Regions from separate parts of the Mus musculus genome. Here regions 1, 3 and 4 are each linked to region 2. The links are chromatin contacts, called in public HiCAR-type and promoter capture Hi-C maps. All regions are on one chromosome and are shown on one strand. Each heading gives the region's core, a stretch centred on a gene start, on an enhancer-like site or on the middle of the called end of the contact. The rest is flanking DNA. Distances are from core to core; before and after follow the strand shown.

Region 1 (2,850 bases), core at 328-2,827, 3.0 Mb before region 2:
TCCACCAATTACAAAAAGCAACCCGTTAAAAACACAGAATTAGCCTCTAACAAGTAAAAATATCTCCACCTATTCCAGTGCAAGGAATTCATACTATGGGAGAGGAACAAGAGAATTTACATGCAGGTTGTTTGATAGACTCTAACCACAATATTTAACATTTTGTGCGTATTTTAAGATGGTAATCACACACCCACACACGAAAAATTCTTAAGTCAAATATTCATTTTTTCAAGATTTGGAAAGCAGCAGAAAATTCTTCTCCTCTTCTCTCCCCCCACCCCCGCCCCCATCCCCACACTCCCTCCACAAAGAAAGTTTTAAAATACAATGTTAAACAAGACTGGAAATCTTTCTAATAAAATGTGTTTGAAACACCTGAATTAATTAACCCAAGAGAAAAGAAACTGAGGCCTCACACCTTCTGGTGTGGGAATGGGGAAGTCGGGGTGGTACTCGCTATCTTCCAGGATCACCCCAAAGTCTATTCCAAAGCAGAAGTTACAAACTCAAGATTTTCCTTGGAGAGAGTGGCTCAGACACAACGGATACCTACGCAGAGGGAAAAAGGGCAGACTGCAGATGGAGTGTTTTACTTTTTAATATTAATCTTGGTATTTTTTTAAAAGGGGGCTGGTGGTCCGATGATCAATCTGGAAGAAAAGTGATCATGCAAAAAGAAGTCTGAAGACAGAACAAGAAAACTAAGAAAAAAGGCGCGGCGATCTAGCGGGCAGTGGAAGGATGGGAGGGCGGGAATAAAGAGAACACTGATGGAGAATGACAAGGCCACTCGGCTGGACGCTCAGTGCACTCCAGCCTTGCCCGCAGCCGCTGAGGGCCTTCGTCCAGGGTTCTCCTTGCACAGAGGAAAGGAATTGAGCATCTAGGAAGCAGAAAGCCGGGCCTGGGGCAACGCCGCTCGCGCCCCGGGAAGGAGCTCCAGGCTCGGTCCCCGCGGCGGCTCCTCTCCCAAGCCGCAAAGAGCCCAGTCTGCGGAACCGCGGGCAAGTTTCTCGTGCAAGTCTAGCATCTTCTTTCAGACTGTCCCAGCTCGCCTGCGAGTAGGTGCATGGTGGACTTGAATTTCTCCGCGCCCCTAGACTTCTGCCCCACCTCATCCTCCATCCCCCTTTTCGGGAGACGTAAACGACCTCTCTCCTCCTCCGAGCTATTAAAGACCGTTCCAGTCACGCTTGGGCAAGGAAGGTAGAAATTCGTGAGGCGGTATCTGTGCCGGGCGCGGCTCCTGGAGCCGATGAAGGAGAAAACCAGGACCAGGGAATTACAAAGGCCCCACACCCTCAACATCTCCCGCCATTTCCCTCACGAGTTCCCCGGATGTAACCCCTTCCCCCGCGGCGGTTAAGAGACCAAGGCGGCGGTAGCTCCCGTAGGTGCAGAAAGAAGGAACTCAATTCAGGTTCCAGCTTCCACAACCCAGTTTCAGGAGACTCTAAAATGCGCTTCACCTTCTAGGCCATCGGTGGAGCACATTAATTACCCAGTAGGTTTCCTTCACTCTCCACTCACCATCAGTTCCAGCTTATCGACCTCCGCCTCCATATTGAATAGTTGACATTCCTCAGACCGCTGAGGCGCTTAAGCTGTAAGCCGTGCTAGCACTGAGGCCCTCCATTGGACAGCTGTCACTCAACGTCTTGCGCTCATTGGCTAGTACGTTCCATCGGCGCCCGCCCATTGGCGCCTGGGTAACGCCCCTCGTTATAAAACGCACTTTCCTGTTGGACAAAGACACAAAACGCCGCAGGGGGATTGGCTGCTGAATATATGAATTTTTCCATTGGCTGCCTTATGGTCCCTACTTTCAAGTTCATACTTGGAAAAGAGTTTGCGATTGGTGTACTCGGAAGCAGCAGCAGCCAATGACATAAAAGCTTCCACTGCGGGCCTAGGCGACGTGACACACCTCCTTTTCTCTCCGGCTTCCCCGCCCCTTCTCGCCCGCCTTTCCTTATTCATACAAGAAGCGCCTCAGTTCCGATTGGCCAGGATGTGATGCTCTTTTGGCCAATCGTAGTCCAAGCTGTGCTTTGATCCTTTCAAGACAACGAACCCTGTAGAGACCACGTCTACGATTGGTCGCTCGTCGGCAAAGATTTAATTTTGAAATTTTCTTTATGGTGTGGAAGAGGCTTAGGCCCGAACTTCGTCTAATCCCCAGGCTCTTAGACTAGTAAGTGCAACGACGTTTTTTCTCTTTGTTACCTGGTCCCGTCTTCCGTTACTCGAACTGTTGATGACTGGGTTCTTATGGAGGTGGGGTCTTGAGCTGGACAGGGAAGGGAGATGGAGCAGAAAAGGAAAGGTTTCGGGCAGGAGAAGAGCTCCGCTGGCAACATCTGAGACACATTTTTTATTTAACACTGCAATATATAGTTTGAAGTGATTGCCTTTTTGCTCAGTCTTTGTCGTAACTTTTTGCTTCTCAAAGGGGGCCCACCGACTGGCGGTAATTGGCTTCTCTGGGCGCTAGCGAAAAATGCAAATTATAGGAATCTACCCAAATTTCCTATCACAATGTTTATTTAACCAGATGCTCTCCCCAGCCATTCTTCAGCGCATTTACGTTTATGGAGAAGTATTTTATGTCAGGTAATTTTACAGTGTTCCATGATGCAAAATGACTTCTGACATCTACTTTAAAAGTATACCCCTTTTACTGTGTGTCTAGTAGTGTGCTGGGTAAGACTAAGGACCTGTGGTCACTCTGAGAAAGACACAGGGAAGAACCGGGTGGGGTTGGGGATAGCAATGCTTCACGACTTAAAACAAAATTGACTATAGGACAATGGCAGAGATCATGCTTCAGCATTCAAGGCAAACCAA
Region 2 (2,902 bases), core at 169-2,668:
AAATCTATCACTGTTATATCTGGATCCTGATTTATTTCCCATAAAACCACATTATGAGGCATTTAAAAATATTTGTTACTTATATATTAATATGCAACATACTTATATTTTATTGCTTATATATAAAATACACAAACCTTATGTGCAAGAGCATATACTTCGCTCACTACCAAATTCTCAGCACCCAGGGAAGTGGCTGTTCGTTGTGCTTTTGTGAAATGAATGGATTTGGAGAGTCAGTAAATGTGAAGTACTCTATAGCATCAACTGTTTATTTAACGTGGTGGGGATGACTTTCACATGTGAATTTTTAATGTTTTTTCTTTACTACTCTTTTTTTTTTTGAGACAGATCTCTTACTCTGTAGCCCAGATTGATCTCAATCTCAAAGCAATTGTCCTGCACTCTCCAAGTGTTGAGATCACAGATGTGAGCCACTAATTGCACCCAGCTGCAGATTTTATTTTTATTTTAACAATAGACTTATATTACCTGTGTACCAAAAAACAAATCAAGATGCCACACGGGCAGATATCGTATAAATGAATTCCAACAGAAATTGGGCAAATCTATGAAACAGATTTTTAAATAGATATACAGCATAATAGTTAAGATCAAGCCATGGGTTGGAATAGAGCTCTTCCCCAACACTTGGTAGCACTGTGATCCTAAGTTATATATTTCAATGCTGGACCATGAGGACAGTAACAGTGCCTCCCTCAGAAAGTTGTTTTAGACGAACCCTTATGTGTAACCCGCTTTGTACAATGCCTGGCATGCAGTATTGAAGGACTCCACAAATGGAAGCTCTTATAAGAATCTATACTATTAGTAATAAGAGATGTTGGGACATACCTAGCCCTCAAGAGTGACATCAGAGTGGACCACCACATCATCACTGCGTTTCCATGTGGGCCTCTGAAGCCCAGGCAGGGGATGGGTCTTTCCAGAGAAGGCAATTTCGACGTCCCAGAAGCATCAGAATAAAAAGGACCCTCTTCACCCCTCAAGTCATTCAGTCCGGGTAATCCATGAGTGGCATGATGCGCCCGGGGCTCGTCATCCTCCAGTCCAGAGCCTGGGCAGCCTCAGTTTCTTTGCTTGCAAAAGAATTGGAATGGGACTGTTAAGAAAAAAATCTAGACTGAAACAGCGGAAGCCGCCTTAGCACATGCCACCGGGCCGCTTGTGGCGACGGAGAAAGTGACAGCAGGTCAGACTTCAGAGCCCACCGACTAGCAGCCAGGTACCACGCTCCCCATCCCGGGGCGGCGCCACCGGGACCCGCCCGCTGCCAGACTGGAGGAGGCGGGACCGCCTCGGCGTGCTCGCGGCACGGGACCGCGCACGTGAGTCGAGGCCGCGCACGCAGGCCGCGGCGCGCACGCAGAGTCTGCACAGCGCGCGCAGCGGCGGGCTCTTCGGCGCCGAGGTGCGGGACGTGGCGAGGTGAGGCGCGGGGCCGAGCGGCGGGAGCGAGGGCACGCGGGGTCACGAGGTGCCGGCTGGCGCGGCGGGGCCACGCGGCGGGGGAGGTTGGCGCGGCCGGGCGAGTCCCGAGCCCCTCCCCCCGGCGGCTGGCGGTGCCGCAGCTCCGTATTCCCGGCTGGGCGGTGGAGCACGGCCCCGGCCCACCTGACCCGCCGAACCCCCACGTGGGTCTCCGCGCCCCAGTGTTTAGCACTGTTTTGCGGTCGAGGCCCGGCTACAGTGACCTGCCCAAGACCGTGCAGCTCTAAGGATGTTAACTGCACAACTGCCAAGCCCGCGGCTCCCCTGTGCTCATGGGATCCTGCCCCTCCATGCCTTCCCTGATCCCTCTTGTAATTAATTTAAATGTAGCCCATCTCTCAAGGATGTTAGTGTCACTGCGTGGTCTTCTAAGGAAGGAGAGGAAGGAGGATTTTGCTTTCTGCAGCATTGTGCTTTGCAATGTGAAGTGTTTGTCAGAACGTACTGTAGAATCTTTGCCACTGTAAAGGTCTTGATAGAGCCCTGCTGTTCACCAGGCTGTAAAAACATTGTGCAAATACCCCAATCTTTAGCGCTTCATTTTCTTGGGGAAAACAGCCTATGTCAGGAGATTGTTAGGATTCCAAGATATAGTCCCCGTACTAAGATTACATTTAGTACCTGACATATGCCTTTGTTAATTTTTTTTTTAATTAATTTTTTTTTTTAGTCAGCCTCATGTATCTTGGGCTAACCTTGAACTTAATGTAGCCAAGAGTTTCCATGAACTGATCGTACTGTCTGTACCTCTGGAGTACTGGGTTTGTTTGCTCAATGGATGCTGGAGTGTGAATATAAAGCATCCTTGCTAAAACACCCTACAACTGAACTACTGAGCCACAACGTTCTTCAAAGATCATTTTTCTTGGAAATAGAGTAAAAACTCACCCCTACCCAAAATAGCCTAAAGTTTGACCCTCAGCCTTCTTATCTAAGCATTGCATATACTTTGTATGTCAGTCCCCAAGCTAAAAATGTCAACGTGAAAAACCTATTTTGGTTGGAGAGATGGCTCAGCGGTTAAGAGCACTGGCTGCGCTTCCAGAGGTTCCGAGTTCAAATCCCAGCAACCACACGGTGGCTCACAGCCATCTGTAATGGGATCTGATGCCTTCTGGTGGGTCTAAGGACAGCTACAATGTACTCATATAAATAAAATAAATAAATCTTTAAAAACAAAAGGGGGGGGGGCTGGAGAGATGGCTCAGAGGTTAAGACCACTGACTGCTCTTCAGAAGGTCCTGAGTTCAATTCCCAGCAACCACGTGGTGGCTCACGACCATCCGTAGCAAGCGCCCTCTTCTGGAGTGTCTGAAGGCAGCTACAGTGTACTTACAGATAATAAATAAATAAATCTTAAGGAAAAAAAAAAAGAAAAATCTATTTCAGG
Region 3 (3,307 bases), core at 214-2,713, 2.2 Mb before region 2:
TCTCAGAGTTCACGTGTTTCTCAAAGTAACCACAGAAAGGAAGGATGGAAGTATAGTAATGCATGCCTTACACTGCTTATCGGGCGCAGGCACGAGGCTAGTGCTCAGGTTGTATTCATGCATCATATAACAAACATAACATTTGTTTTCCTCATTTTACAGATGAGGAAACTGAGTCACAAAGAGGTAAAAGACTGGCTCCAGCTTCGAATCCTGAACAGCAGGACTTTATTTCTAGTTCATTAACCACAAGACCATATCGTTTCATTTTTTTTACCTCTTTATTATAACTTAAAAAGAGAGGGCGAGGCTGGTGTCTATCCAGCTCTCATTCTTTAGCCCTAGAGTTCTGCGATGTACCCCGGCGGCCTTATGGAGTGAATGAGAATGCATTGGAACGTCTTTCTTTTTCTTTTCTTTTTTCTTTTTCTCTCTCTCTCTCTCTTTTTTTTTTTTTTTTGCCAACTTTCTCTTCCAAAGAATTTGAACTGATTTCCAAGTAATTCTCGATTTTGAAGTGAACCTTCCTGCGCTGCTGCACTTTCCCCAGCCAGCAGAAAGCTAGGGCCAAGACTCGGGTCATCTTAACCGGGGCATCCAGCAGATGGCGCCATGTTAGTAGCCACCAGCTGGCCGCCCGGTCCCCGGGGCTCCGAAAGCTTCCCTGCCCTCCCTCACCGCCTTCTCTCTCCCCCCTCCCTACGGAGCCCGGCCCACGTGACCTCGCGGCGGCCAATGGGCGAGCAGAGAGGGCGAGCTGGTCCCTGTGGCCGCCATTAAAGCGAAGGGAAAACCCGTGAATTCGGATTAAAGGGGGAAAAACACCGCCCGCTGGGCCCACAAAATGGGGGAGACTACGGCGTCCAGGCGGTGAGGCGGCAGGAGAGCAGACGTTAGGCAGGCTTGGCCCAGGGACAACACGAGGACACAGCCGGAGAATGGACTGAGCCCACAGACGCCGCCACCACCTCCGCCGCTGAGGAGACTCTGGGCTTAAGGACATCGCCGCTGCCGGGCCGGGGGCCCGGGGTGCTCTGCCGGTCCTCGCCCTTCCCGCCCCTCCGCGGGCGTCCCCGGGCCGCGGAGAACCCTCCCGGGCTTCTGGGCTCGGCCCGCTCGGACTCGGGCTCTGACTATTTATCGTGTACCTGATTGTTATTATTATTTTTTTGTTTTTCGTTTTTTTTTCTCTTTTCTTCTTTTAAATCTTTTTTTATTTTTCTGGTGGAAGGGACAGACATCCCTTCCCCTCCTCTCCGGAGAGGGACGCGCGTCCGCGGGCTCCGCAGTCCCGGCGGCCGGCCGAGCGCGGCGCGGCCCTCCCGCCTGCGGCCTCGGCCCCGGGCGGCTGGGTGCCTCCGGGCGGCGGGGGCCGCGGCGGCGCCGGGGGGCGGCGGGGAGGGCGGGCGGCCCGGCGGCCTCCTCCCCACCGCCCCCCGCCCTCCCCGGTGTCTGTGTTTCTCTCTCTGGTCGGAGGCGGCGGTAATGGCGGATGGTGGGTTGTGGCGCCGGCGGCGGCTGCTGTGAGGGACGATGAGTTCCTCCTTCGTGTCGAACGGGGCCAGCCTGGAAGATTGTCACTGTAACCTCTTCTGCCTGGTGAGTGCGGGGGCCGCGGGCGGTGGGGGAGGGGGCCGCGCCGTGCGCCCTTGGGCCGTGGGGGAGGGGGTCTGGGTCGCATCCAGATGCCGGTGTCCCCCGGCTAGGCCCCGCCGGAGTCGGCCTCCTCCGAGGCTCTGCGGCCGCCCCGGGAGGCAGCGTCCGCTCACCTACCGACCGGGGCTCTGCTGGGAAGAGGCTTGTCTTTCCCCCCACCCCCTCGGTCTTTCTCCTCCTCCTGTCTTGTTTTGGACTCTTTTCCCCATCCTAGTCTTTTCCTTAACTTGGGCTGCTTATCTGCCCGGATAGTAATATTTTCTTGTGTGCTTCTTGCTTCCCCGCCTCCCCGCCCCCCGCCCCTTGTATCGAACAGTGTATCCCTTTTCCACACTTTCCACGATTGCCCCTGCTCGACTGCCTTTAAGCTCGCTTTTCCCTTGTAAGTGGGCTTCTCTTAAACAGGACCCCCCCAAAAACTTACGTATTAAAACCCTCTTCGTTTTGTAAGTTAAACTAATACAGGGGTAGTGTCCTTATGGGTGACTTCAGATCTTTGTGTAAAAACAGTGTGTGCCGGTTCATATGTTTTCTTTTTAAACTTTGAAAACATTTTGCCATTTTGACAATTTCTAGCCATCTTGCTTTTATTAGAACATTATGTTTTTGTGAGAGTGGAGGGGCAAGTGGAGGAGGTACTGTGGTTTCGCACTAAACGTTCTATATTTGTCTGTTTTGCTTACGTTTTAAGAATGTTTTGAGCTGGCTGTTCCTTTTATTGAACTGAAAAGTCTGGGGCAGCTGGAATTAGGGATGTTCTAGTACGTGTATGTAGGTCGGCCCAAATCGGATAACACTCAAGAGTTAAGACTTTTGTCAAAAGTACCAACTGTTGCAAATATCTAGTCCTGAATTAAACGATAGCCGAGCTTCCTGAATGACTAAGTTAGAGTGACTTTTTTCATTTTTCGTGTGCTCTGAGAAATATTAAGTCTATCATAGGTAAGTGAATTAAGTGGGTGGAGCATAACTAGTTGGCAAGCATAAACTGCCAGTCATGTATCAGCAGTTTCATTTTTGGCACCTTATGCTTTCTGTCACTAAGTTAGAATAAGGAATTACTGAATTTCCTTTGTTGAATCTCTTTCACGATGTGGTAAATGGGGATCTTCAGCACACTTACGTCTTACAGATTAGACTGGTTTTCTTGACATGTCCATTAATCAGCATCTCGTCACATGTAGTAAGATGTACAGCAGGTTTAACGTTTCTGTCTTCCCCAACTGGATCTATTTTTGGCACTTTGGGTTTTTTTTTTTTTTTTTTTTTTTGAAGCTAGATTAGCACAAATCTGACAGCTCTTTGGAAGTGGTTCTTTCCTTGGAGCTGTGTGCTTGTGGAGAATTAACAGGCTTTTTTTTTTTTTCCTTAAGAAAAAAAAAATTCAGATGGTTTTCGTATTAGAGCCATGACTTCTTACAAACCTGGAATGAGAGTCTTTACTTTCCAGTTCACCAAGGATCAAATGTGACTGACAGAGAGGACTGTAGGACAGAGGAGGAGGCTAGACTTACTGTGCAGGCTTAGCATCATTGTCTCATTGGTCAGCTCTGGATATGTTGCATTTATTGTAGACTTGCTACTCAGTGACATCTTTGATAATTTATGTAACAGTTTTGTGTTCTTTTCCTTAAGCTCTTGTTGGTTGAAA
Region 4 (2,908 bases), core at 192-2,691, 2.1 Mb before region 2:
ATAAGTCATTGGAGGAAAACGGCCAATACTGAAAGGCTGATGACCTTGTTCATCCGGGGACCATAGGCCGGGAGGGGCAGAATATGGGCACCCTCAGGAGTTGCCTCCACTGTCTCTGAGTCTCCTGAGCAGGTCCCTCTGACCTGGGGAGGGAGGAGGATGGCGAGTCCCCCTGATTCTCCAGGCGGAATGGGCGGGGCCAAAGGCCCTGCAGCTTGAGCTGCATGAGGAGAGAGAGAGAGAGAGAGAGAGAGAGAGAGAGAGAGAGAGAGAGAGAGAGAGAGGATAAAGGGGAGGGAGATAAAGAAGAAGATCAGTATCCGTGGTGGGGAGAACATCTTTCTTGGGCCTATCCTGAAGGGCGAAGATTGGCACAGCCATTGGTCCTGAAGAGGAACCGGGCGAACACAAGGAGGGGGATCGGTGACTAAATCTTCCCACACTATGATATATGGGACCTGATTAGGGTGGCTCTTCGAGCCAGCACCAAAAATGCACCTCTTGACGGACAATATAAGAGGCAGTGAGAAAGAACCCTCAGGAGGCCATCCAATCTGAAAGGTGGGCCACTCTGACGAGCAAAAAGTAAACCATTTATTTTTCTTCACATTTACTGAGAGATTGTGAGCTCTAGTCTTAACCTCCCTCCAATGTTCTAGAGTAAAACTCGGAGGGGTGGAAGGTCAGTGTCCCATTCTGTCCAAAAATAACGTCAGTCCCAGTCCACACACAAAAAGAAAAACAGAAAGTAAAATACCAACGCGCCCCTGCCACGAGCGCCACAGAAGATACACTGAATAACTTGGTAGTGGTCTCTTTGCCACTGACCCCCAGATGAAGTCGAGCCCTCCCGGATCTCGCGGATCGGATCCGACTTCCCACTCTGAGAGTCTGGAGCGTCCTCCAGGACTCTTCGTTACCGCAGCGTTAAGGTCGCTTCTGGCAACCCCCGGCAGACAACTCCTTTGCAAACCGAAACCAAACTGACTTGCAGCCGACTCAAAATAGAGGGAACAGACGGAATAGACGCGCGGAATAGACGCACGCCAAGGGCGGACACAAAGAGACACAGCCGCGGTACCTGCTCGAACAATCCTCCGGTCTCCTGTCACTGGACCCGCCAGCAGGACGATTCCCGGTCAATGCACCAAATGTAAGACCCGTCTAACGCCCATTTTGTGCTTCTTAAAGTCTCACAGTACAAGAATTTTTTTTTTTCCTTCAAGCAAATGTGCGGAACTTGTCCCAGTCTTTTTCGCGGGGTGGGGTTTGGGGGAGGGGCGGTGCTCGTCTTCCGGTCCCGCCAAGTACTCGAGGGTTGATTTTACTTCGCGGGCTCCCATTGGGCGGTATAGCGTTGGCCTCGTACGATGATTGGCTGTTTCCTTTTCCGGTCTGGCTGTGTGATTGGCTGACTGGGAACCGAGGGGCGGGAGGCGCGAATTCATCTGTGTGGCGCTGCGGAGTGCAGCCTGGAGAGGGAGGAGTGGCTGTACCTTGGTACCTGGCAGCGTCGGAACAGCCGGTGAGGGAGGACTTTCGTACTCGCGAGCTTTCCTTGTAGGTCGGCTCCGCGTTGCCTTCTGTCAAACGTCAGCCGTTCCTTTTCTCTGGGAGCGGGAGCCAGCCGTGGGCAAATGGAAAGGAGGGCGCGGGGAGGGGACGGGCTCCTGCAGGCTGGCGCCGGCGGGCTCTCGGGCTCTATGGTGTGGCTCCCCGTGGACATGTGAGAACTAGGAGCTTGGGGAAGGAAAGCTGAGGGCCAGGGAGCCTGTCCTTACATTCTGTGAACGCAGGCTGGAGGTAGCCCCAGCTTCCGCGGTACTTCTGGAAGGGCTACAGATTTGTTAACCCGCCCCCCCCCCCCCCTTCTCTTAAAGAGACAGGGTCTCACCCTCCAGCTCTGGCTGGGCTGGAACTCGGAGTGCAGACCTGGCTGCCCTCGATCGATCGTACAGAGATCCACCAGAGATTGTTGGGGGCCAGAAGAATTGCGCCACCACATCCGGAAGTGTGATTGTCTGATGAGTTTTGAGAGGAATGTTGCCACAGCTTCAGGCATAGATTGCCATCTCGATTAATTTTAGTAACACAATATTGAGTTTTTGCTTCAGAATAAGCTGTTAGAGTCCATTAAACCTCAGAGGTTTACAGATAAAAATCAGTGATTGGATACTTTTTCTAACAATATCTTTTATTTATTCTTTGATAGTTTATGCATATATACAAAGTATCTTGACCTATCCCCAGTACATCCTTCACACTGCTTCGGGACCCCTTCACACGCCCCTCCCACCCAATGAGTCCAATTAGTACTGCCTGATGGGATGTTGACAGGTCTCCTTGGCTTGATTTTATGCAGGTCTTGTCTGACAGAACAATATTTAGAAATGAAAAATAACTTAAGAGTGGTGGGTTTTTTGGAGCACAGAAGCTGTGGTTAAAGTTATTGACTTCATGACCTGTTGTACCTTCTGTCTTAACCATCTCCATTCACAGACTGAGTTTACCAGATTTTCTCACCACTGTCGAAATTCTTCAGTCAATAAAAGTGTCTGGGAGGTTAGGTGATGCAAACAGTGGGATTTAAATCTATTTTGTTTCAATTATAATCTCCTGATTTCAGAATTACTGAGCTGACTCAGCAGGTAAAGGACTCAACCGAGCTAGCAGTGTTTAATTCCTGAGACCCACATGGTGAGAGGAGGGAACCTATTCTGTCTCCAGAACACTGTCTTCTCACTTCCACACACGTGTCATGCCATGCGGGTTCTCCTCCCCCAGTAAACTAAAAGATGATTTAAAAAAAATTAAGTGAATTTCTGTGGAAAGATACTTTCTCCCTTACAACAATTTTTAAAGTTAGATATTATTGCAGAAAAGAATTTTAGACTTACAGGTGAAAAAT

What was found. Promoter capture Hi-C pulls out the DNA fragments that hold promoters and counts their contacts. HiCAR-type assays count read pairs that join an accessible place to other places.
Region 1: a promoter capture Hi-C map of liver shows a contact between it and region 2, with 4 times the contacts expected there. The contact joins the promoter of Ska2 here to the promoter of Tada2a in region 2.
Region 3: a contact with region 2 is called in a HiCAR-type map of astrocytes, with 4 times the contacts expected there. The contact joins the promoter of Med13 here to the promoter of Tada2a in region 2. A contact is called at or near these places in 1 of 39 promoter capture datasets (hippocampal neurons) and 1 of 115 datasets of contacts at active chromatin or transcription factors (astrocytes).
Region 4: a contact with region 2 is called in a promoter capture Hi-C map of hippocampal neurons, with 2.8 times the contacts expected there. The contact joins the promoter of Brip1 here to the promoter of Tada2a in region 2.

What each region holds. Positions count from the first base shown.
Region 1 is chr11:87,107,988-87,110,837 of GRCm38.p6, reverse strand. Ska2 (spindle and kinetochore associated complex subunit 2) reads right to left here and starts at 1,577. Exons shown (of 4, transcript NM_025377.3): 1 at 1,534-1,577. The coding sequence starts at 1,566. Prr11 (proline rich 11) reads left to right here and starts at 2,124. Exons shown (of 10, transcript NM_175563.5): 1 at 2,124-2,197.
Region 2 is chr11:84,128,084-84,130,985 of GRCm38.p6, reverse strand. Tada2a (transcriptional adaptor 2A) reads left to right here and starts at 1,418. Exons shown (of 16, transcript NM_172562.3): 1 at 1,418-1,449. It also overlaps a transcript of Acaca not described here.
Region 3 is chr11:86,355,752-86,359,058 of GRCm38.p6, reverse strand. It overlaps Med13 (mediator complex subunit 13), which reads left to right and starts at 1,463. Exons shown (of 30, transcript NM_001080931.2): 1 at 1,463-1,599. The coding sequence starts at 1,534.
Region 4 is chr11:86,199,726-86,202,633 of GRCm38.p6, reverse strand. It overlaps Brip1 (BRCA1 interacting protein C-terminal helicase 1), which reads left to right and starts at 1,441. Exons shown (of 20, transcript NM_178309.2): 1 at 1,441-1,525. It overlaps Brip1os (BRCA1 interacting protein C-terminal helicase 1, opposite strand), which reads right to left and starts at 1,274. Exons shown (of 7, transcript NR_130959.1): 1 at 1,082-1,274.